Linked DNA regions of Mus musculus: regions 1 and 2 are each linked to region 3. The links are chromatin contacts, called in public Hi-C and promoter capture Hi-C maps. All regions are on one chromosome and are shown on one strand. The core of a region is the stretch at or near the end of the contact, and the rest is flanking DNA. Distances in the headings are between cores, read along the strand shown. Region 1 has its middle 81 kb from the start of Kcna4. Region 2 has its middle 91 kb from the start of Fshb. Region 3 holds the start of Arl14ep (ADP-ribosylation factor-like 14 effector protein).

Region 1 (2,700 bases), core at 148-2,647, 240 kb after region 3:
ATGCTCAGTGAAGGAGGGGAGGAGTGATGGGGAAGGTTTGCAAGTGGGGGTACTCAGGAGGGGGGCAGAGAGTGGGATGTAAAGTGAATAAGTCTGAAACAATGACTTGTAGCTTATGCCTTTAAAAGCTCCCCTCCACTTTAGCTGGGCCACAGTCCAACTAAGGGAGCTATGGTCAGCAGTAATTTAAATGAGATTTGGATGATTAAAATCTTGATAGAGTCTGAGTGGTCATCTTGAACTCCAAAAGATCACTATGTATCATCATATAAATAGAATGTATTACATTATAGCACTGACATTTTCTTCATTAATGTAGAGATTGTTTTAAATATAGTTTTATATAGTGATACAATTGTACTTTTCATTTATGTAGATTTTTTAAAGTTGAAAAAGTTAATCACCATCCCAAAATATTAGCTCTAGAGTTTGCGTAATGTATTAAAAAATTAATGTTTTTCTGTTCAAAAAATAAATATAATAAAAATGTTGAATAAATCCTATCCACACAATAGTCCTTTATATCCAGCATACTTGTATGTTTCATTTCATCTTAAAGGTTCCCATTTTTAATTTTTAACCTTATCCCTATTATTTGTTTCTATTCTTTAGTTGTGTTATTTTATGAGTTCTACTTATTTTACTTGTTCACACAAGCAACTGACAATAAAACATAAATATATGGACAAATATATTAACTACACTATCTAATGAATTTCAATTAGAAGTCAAAACCTATTATCTATGGAAGGTCGATGATGATGAACTGCCAAGCCAGAAATATTTGTGATCTGTTGCTTCATGGGAAACCACTCCAATATGTTGTAGCCTAAAATAATACCAGCTCTGCAGGCAGCTGACAGGATAGTCAGCATATGATAGTCCCCATTTTGTGTTCAGTATCTGTCAGGCTGGTTTTGTCAGTGAGCCCCATCTCTACTGACTTCTGTTTATCACTCATAATCTAGCTTGGGCTTTCCCCAACATGCTTGCAGGTCATCAGAAGAAAAGAGGAGACACTGAACTAACACTTCTCCCTCTACTGCCTGTGTAGCATTTTAAAATTGCCTTTTACCAAAGCAAGCTATGTAGTCAAGATTAGATTTAATGGCTAAAGAAAGAGACTCCACTTATTTTCGATACACTAGAACAAGGCATGAATGCAGAGATAAAATTTCTCTGTGGCCCATGGCAAAAAAAAAAAAAAAAACTTCACAAAGTTGGGATTAAAGAACTCAGAGTTCTTTAACAAAGAGCAGCAAGGAATTAGTCATCTGTGCTTACTGGGGACCATTGTATACAGAGCATGGTATTTATGGAGCAGACTTAGAGGAAGGAGATGTTTTAACTCTAAATTTTGAGTCAATGAAGGAACATCGGCTGTGATGTCAGGCAGGATCTCATGTGTCATAATAAATGTACCAATTCTAGTTCCTCTTTCTCTGACTCAAGAAATGTCTTAGAATCTGAGCAAGAGAACACTGTTAAAAGGTTTGTTGGGTCAGCAGACTGTGACATTCTCAGGATGTGACAGATATTGTGATTTACTGAAATTCCAGCTAAGATTTTGCTTTGAAGGTGATTGAGGGATCTACAAATATAAGGAAGGAGAATATAAAAATTTACTATGGAATATGTAAATTTCCCTTTGTTGAATATGTTTGCATCTCCCTTTGTTGGGTATGTTTTTGTACTGCGAAGAATATTAAACCCTTATAGAGATAGTTACACTCTACACATGCCTTCTTGGTTTTTCTGATACTCTGTTTAGTAGCTATTTCTTTGAGGTAGATCTCACCTATTTCTACTCAGCTTTGACCTTATATAAATCACCACTTCTTCCAGACCATTTCTGAAGCTCTTACTTCCACCATCCCCTTAAAAAGGGGGAGAGATTCTCTGAGGGATTTGCTGATGTAACTTTTAGAAAATTAGGGAATGGTCAGGGTAGGGAAGAAGAATAATATTCCCCTTTGCAGGGGAGAATTCTGATTCAGTTCAGTATTTCATTGAGTACTTACTCTGGCTAGATTCTATCCCAGCTGATTCTATGTATTTGCTCACTTTTTCCTAAGAGACTCATGGAAATTACCAAGTAGGTAGATATTCTAGAGAGTAAATTTGTCAGAATCAGATTGTCATACAAAGAAAAGACCATATTAAAATGCAGCTGTCCCTAATCCCCTTAATCTTGAAACTAGGAAAAACATATTTGAAACTTTTTAGTAGCTTGAATTTACTCTATTGGAATAGTATGGAAACTCTTTGGATTGCATCATGGACAAAAGGGGAAAGATGTGTGCTAGTCATAAACTCTGATAACTGTAAATTAGGCTTCATTGGGTGGTATTCAATGTATATGAACAAAACCTTAACTAAGCTGTTCATTCAGAAACAGAAACCTTGGTGGTTGAATATTCAAAGTTCATTGAGGAGTTCTATCCTCTCTTTCAAAGATAAGTGCCAAGTCCTTCTCTTAATTATATGCTGAATAAAATAAGATATGTAGCAAGAGAGAATTCATTTTGAATTTCTATTCATTCTCATCTTGTCTTCCAATTACACAAAACATCTTTTATACAGAATACCCAGAGACAATTTTCCATTTGAGAATGAGGACAGGCTTTCTTTTGCAAGTCAATAGGGCTGTCCTTATGTTGTCAGGAAGAGTCAAAATGACATTTGTAACAAGGCATGCCT
Region 2 (2,812 bases), core at 121-2,620, 180 kb after region 3:
CAAAACCTAGTTTGTTCCCCAGCATATCTTTCCTTTTGGGATCCATTCAGAGAGATCAGTCTTTGGGTCTGAGAAACTCAGCTACAATGGAAGGCAGGTCTTGTTCTGGGCTAGCTATCCTGCCCCATCCTGCCTTGTATTTAATTACCTTTTGTTTTTTCCCCAAGCAATTAGTAAAGTGCCAGCCTGTCTCAGATGTGCTAAGGAGAACCAAGAGAAGATGTTTTTGTGCACACTTGAGCCAAAGTGTTAAAGGAAAACTGGCACATTTAAGCTTGGGGCTGGGAGCATGTGGAGATAGAAATGACAGTAATTAATATTTATTGCGCAACCATAATGTACATTTTTAGACATGAGCTCATTTTATTCTCACAGCTACCCTGTACAGTCTATTCTAAGTAAAAATTGTGTTTGGCCAGGCCAGGGACTTGCTGAAATCCTAGAGTTAGTAAATGGCACAATTTAAATTTTAACCTGGGTGTTTTCACACAAGACGATCTTGTTTCTCACTGTGAGAAGAATCCTGCCCGTGGCTGCAACAGTGGCTAGAGTCGAGGCAACTCTTTAAGACAGGACAACTGTATTTCCTGCATTGTTCCCTTTACCTTCTTCGTTTGTTCATCCATTTAAACAATATTCCCTGGGAACTCCTTTGTCTCATCATAGTTCTAGATATTCAAGATACTAATGAGATCCTGAATATTATAAAAATAATCCCTGCCCTTGTACAATTATATTTAATTACAGAGATCGCAAAAGCCACCCAGGCATGATGTAATGGTAAGCTTAATTTGGGAGCAGATAAGGAGATAATGGAAGATGGCAGTTGTTGGAGAGGTGGGGATCAGGAAAAGCCTCATGGAGATAGTAGTATGTGGGTTGAAATGTGAGCGATAAGAAGAATGTAGCTATGCCAACAGTTGGCTAAGCACCATTTCAAGCAGAGAAACTGCAAGAGGACAAAGATATGAGACACTCAAGAAGGTAATTAGATTGCCTTATTATTTCCAAAGAAAATGCTATTCATTAAGGAAGATAGCCTGTTCAAAATAGGCAGAGTCCTGAGTGCTCAGAAAGGTTATCACTTGGAGAAATATTTGCAAAAATAACAGGCAAGTAATTTGAGCAGGTTTGACTTCAAGAGCTGGAGAGTGGCAGAGACAGAGGCAGGCATATTGACATGAGCAAATGGAGGACTGAGAAGGGACATTTAAGGCTGAATCATTTGATAAAGAAAATTGTCAACTGCAGCGGCAGTTCTGACTTTGCTGGCTTTGAAATTGCATTTGGAACGAGGAGACAGTAAAATTGTATAAAGCTACTTTGTGCTGGCAAAGAATATACTGAGTGGCAGTTGGGATTGTGATCAAATTCAGTCTCCTCCAATTCTGCAATTATAAACTGTTTTCCAAAAGTGTAGGCAGGTAGGCTGATTAAAGTACATGCTCTGAACTAGCCAAATGCTTCCTCCAAATGTTTAAAGTCTGGGCTAGGTCCTTCATCACGCAACACTTTCTGTGTTTAAATATTAATTACAATAATTTCATTTTTCAGCTTCACTACTTAAAATATCAATTTAGATGATGGATCACGAACTTTAAGGCCAAAAGAATCATTGATCACTTGTCTCTTTCTCTCTGCTATCATTATACAAAGGAGCTGGCAATTGTCAAGCACCCACAGTCACAAAGCCAGACATAGATGGAAAACCAATCAACTGCATTTCTACAATATCAAAAATGAATGTCAGGAGATGCAGAGTCTCAAGTCTAATGGCTTGCCCACTTATAGTATGTACAGCCTTTCTGATACTTTGTCACTCAGCACATTTTTGTTTATTTCTCTCTTGTTTTTTTTTTTTTTTTTTTTTTTTTTTTTTGTGAAATCACCCCAAATTGATTGTTACTATTAGTGAGCTGGATAACAGACAGGAAATAGAATATGTGGGCTTGGCAGTGCCTCAGTGGGCAAAGTACTTGCTGGGCAAGCAAAAAGACTTTGGTTCAGATCTTCCAAACTAACATAAAATGGCATGCTGGAGCTGGTGAGTGGGAACAGAGCTGGAGCTGGTGAGTGGGAACAGCGACAAGAGGATCTCTACTGTTCCCTGGCCAGCCAGTCTTGTCCAAACAGTGGGCTTCAGGTTCAGTGAGAGACCCTGTCTCAAAAAATAAGCCGAGGGTGGATGAGTAAGATATGTGACATCAACCTTTACATGTGCAAGCATGGATGAGCCCATCTGTGTTCACACAGGAAATACCACACTGGCATATACTTATACAAATGATAAAAAAAAATAAAGGTGAAAATCCTCCAAGCCAGCATGCTAGAGGTAATGAGATTGTGGGATATCAAGGACAAGTTTCTATGATAAAGTATTCTTTATATTTTAGAATCATGGGGAGATACACACCTCTTCTCTCATTCAGTTACCTGTTTTGGCTTCATACCAGAAGTTAGGGTATGGTGAATTTTATATACATACCCTATTACACCATGTATTACACCATATTATATACACCATTCCTATTACAGTTTTGGTAGGTAATTTGTAGCCAAAAAGAGACATCTGTATTGGGGGATTAGAGGGGCAATGCCATTCAAGACAGATATTTCTATAGTGCAGGTTTAGGCCTAGGGGAAAGTGAGGCAGCTAAGAACTGTTGATTAGAAAGCTGTGTACAAGTTAGGTTATATAAGTCAGGTCTGGTTCTACCTCCCAAGGCCATGCTCTCAGAAATAAGACTTAGACTCAAAATATATTTACAAATACTTTAGCCATATAATTAGGCTCTTTTCTGACTAGAATCAT
Region 3 (2,785 bases), core at 244-2,743:
TGCCTCCCGAGTGCTGGGATTACGCCACCATGCCGGGCTACAAAATATTTCTTAATCCAATTTTAAGTTACATTGTCTCTAGGCCCACCAAGTTTGGCCAATCACAGGTCAAGTCAGCAAAACCTCCTCAGAGTATGGTGGCTCGGGGGTCACATATTCTCCAGCCACCATGGGATCCAGTCATCTGTATACCCCACTTGTTCGTATCAATTCTTCAAGCATCACTAATTCCTCCTTCACCTCGGAGGTTTCCATCAACCTATGTAAAAGAGTAAACTTCCAGTCTTTCTGCTTTACAGCAACACCATACTCTGCTACTTGTTAGTGCATTATATGCAAAGCTCCAAAGGCAAGGCACTACCGGATTCCCTCAACAGCCAAGGCTTCTCTAATTAGCAAATTCTGACACTTTACTCTTTAGAAATTTTTTGAATAAACACAAGGTCAGAAATTCCTAGAGTCCCAAATGGCAGACTCTCCTTGAAATCGATGTGATCGGATCCCACTTCTCTGCAATGATCCCCACCACAACCCCGCGTGGGATTCACTCATTAATGCCCCTACTCTCTGCCAATGCCTCAACTCATCAGACATAATCAACAGCACTAGGGTAGAAAAAAATTTAAAACAAAACGAAACAAATGAAACCCTCAACCCACCAAAGTGCGTAACTAAATATCACACGGTTAGAACTGCGAAGATTGTGAATTTTAAAGACGGTCTGGAGAGATGGTTCCAGAAGACCCAAGTTAATTCCCAGCACCCACGCCGGTGGCTCAGACTATCCTGTAACTCCAGTTTCAAGGTAATCCGACGCCCTGTTCTGATCTGTCGGGGCTCCAGCCACGCACTGCTGGCACATACATACTGGCAAGACATCCATCCATACAAAATAAAGTAATAAAACAAAATGTTTTTAAAGTTAGACTTGGGAGGCAGAGGCAGGCGGATCTCTGTGAGTTCTAGGTTAGCCTCGTCCACATAGAGAATTCCAAGTCAGCCAAGACTACACAGAGAAACTGTCTCAAAAAACAAAACAAAACAACAAAACTTAAAAGCCCCAGGCCTGGTTACTCGTTTCTGTAATCTGAGCTACTCAGGAGGGGCTTGATGAGTTGGAGGGTAGTTTAGGACATTTGGCACGAGTGAGTCCTCACAAAGAAGCTGAGGATGAAGCTCAGCAGTGGCGAGGCCCTGGTTCAAATAAAACCCTGCAATCTGATGCAGTGGCGGACCTACTGTGTGCAGGGTAGAGCCGGGTGCCAGGCTGCTACAAGCCCCTTCCGCCGTACAAGCCTCCCCTCCCAACACTCCTCCCGGTTCACCGCGGCCTCCCACATTCAAGTGCCATCGGTAGAGTCCACTCACAGCCCTACGGCCCGACCCGGCCCGGTCCACCTGAGCTGCCACGGGTCTCCGCTGGGCTCCGGAAGCACCGTCTCTGCACAGGCCAAGCTCGGCTTTCCACACCACCGCCGGCCCCGCGCAGAAACCGAGAGGACGGCGAGGGCGGCTAGAGAGACCGCTTGTACCATGGAGAGGAACCAGGAGGAGCCTAGAGCGGAAGCCAGCCCGGAGGCCTCCGGAGGAGGAAGGGCTGGGTGCGGGGGACAAGGGGGGATGACTCAATCCAACGCAAGAGTTGCTTCAGTTGCTCGCCCGCCTTGGGGAACTTGTATCCTCTCCTGAGGTTGGGGAATTGGGAGGCTCTTGGAGGCCCTTAGCAAACACAGGTTTCCTTTACTTCGTTTGCAAATCTGTTCTGTGCAGGACACCAAACAAACGCACCTAGATAGCCCTAATCCTGGAGGAGAGTTAAATGCAACTCAAGGAATGGACCTTTTATTTAAAGTCTCACATTTTATTTTTTGATCCATTCCAACTAAACATATTCTAAAACGCTCTCTCTATTATATATTGTAAAAAAAAAAAAAAAGTCTAGATCTTTGAGTAAAAGGTACACCACAGGAAATTAACCTTTACATTTTGGGGGTGGAGAGAAGAGGTGTAATCATTGTTGTTTTGAGGTGCGTGAGTTTTTGTTTTAATTTTGGGACAAGGTTGCAGCCAGGTAGTTGAGGCTGGACCCTAGAACTCTATAGGTAGTCCACGCGGCTATGAATATAACGTTTTCTTGGTTTTGAGAATTTGACACATATGGTGTGTTTGGATCAACTCCACCTCCAGTGATGTCATCTAGAAGTGCAGGACTGGGTTCGGTTCTCTTTGTCAGCTCAAGGATTAAAAAGGAGGACAGCATTACCTGAAATTTTTGGGTGTCCCTGCAGAGTCAACATATGATAACCTAGGAATTTGGGTTCCTTCCTGGGGATCTTAGTTTTATTAATAAAAGAATAAACTAAAACAGAACAACTCAAGGACAACTTATTAGAATTTTAAAAAGAAAACCCAAGAGCAGGCAATTTGTTAATCTTTAAGTTGTCCCAAAGAGGAAGATGTAGAGTATAAATATGACCGGCCTCAGTGGCAGACAGCCTTGGGGTGAGAGGTGGAACTTCCGCAAAGAGGAGGAAGTCTAATGCTAAGTTAGAGAGCTCTGGCCAGCACCTGAAGGAAAAAGATGGAACAATAAATAGTTACACAGTTTTTTTGTCGTGCCTCAGAAAGCAGGTCAGACCCATTGAGGTCAGCCAAACCTAACCAAGGCTCTGCTCTTAGGACTGAATGGGGCATTGGAAGGAGTCTGGGAAGGGAAAACTTGCTCTTAAGCTGAACCTACCTTCCTAGTAGATGTCTCCCAGCCAGACCCTGACCTGCCCCATTG

Evidence for each region. Promoter capture Hi-C pulls out the DNA fragments that hold promoters and counts their contacts. Hi-C and Micro-C count contacts between places; a contact is called where the count stands out from the background.
Region 1: a contact with region 3 is called in a Hi-C map of bone marrow-derived macrophages, with 3 times the contacts expected there. The contact joins the enhancer-like site here to the promoter of Arl14ep in region 3. A contact is called at or near these places in 2 of 39 promoter capture datasets (both in the 3T3-L1 cell line), 3 of 484 Hi-C or Micro-C datasets (bone marrow-derived macrophages, cortical neurons and group 2 innate lymphoid cells) and 1 of 9 other capture datasets (adipose tissue).
Region 2: a promoter capture Hi-C map of hippocampal neurons shows a contact between it and region 3, with 2.1 times the contacts expected there. The contact joins the enhancer-like site here to the promoter of Arl14ep in region 3. A contact is called at or near these places in 3 of 39 promoter capture datasets (the 3T3-L1 cell line and hippocampal neurons), 1 of 15 datasets of contacts at CTCF or cohesin (the NIH/3T3 cell line) and 1 of 115 datasets of contacts at active chromatin or transcription factors (the NIH/3T3 cell line).

Annotation. Positions count from the first base shown.
Region 1 is chr2:107,208,119-107,210,818 of GRCm38.p6, forward strand. No RefSeq gene overlaps it. Among named protein-coding and RNA genes, the nearest start is that of Kcna4, 81 kb to the right of the region's middle. Within about 2 kb of position 1,398, at least 5 of the 459 cell types and tissues checked have an H3K27ac peak or open chromatin away from gene starts, as enhancers often do. A contact at or near this core is called in bone marrow-derived macrophages and group 2 innate lymphoid cells, where this site is marked.
Region 2 is chr2:107,149,196-107,152,007 of GRCm38.p6, forward strand. No RefSeq gene overlaps it. Among named protein-coding and RNA genes, the nearest start is that of Fshb, 91 kb to the left of the region's middle. Within about 2 kb of position 1,371, at least 11 of the 459 cell types and tissues checked have an H3K27ac peak or open chromatin away from gene starts, as enhancers often do. A contact at or near this core is called in hippocampal neurons, where this site is marked.
Region 3 is chr2:106,972,904-106,975,688 of GRCm38.p6, forward strand. It overlaps Arl14ep (ADP-ribosylation factor-like 14 effector protein), which reads right to left and starts at 1,494. Exons shown (of 5, transcript NM_001025102.2): 1 at 1,369-1,494.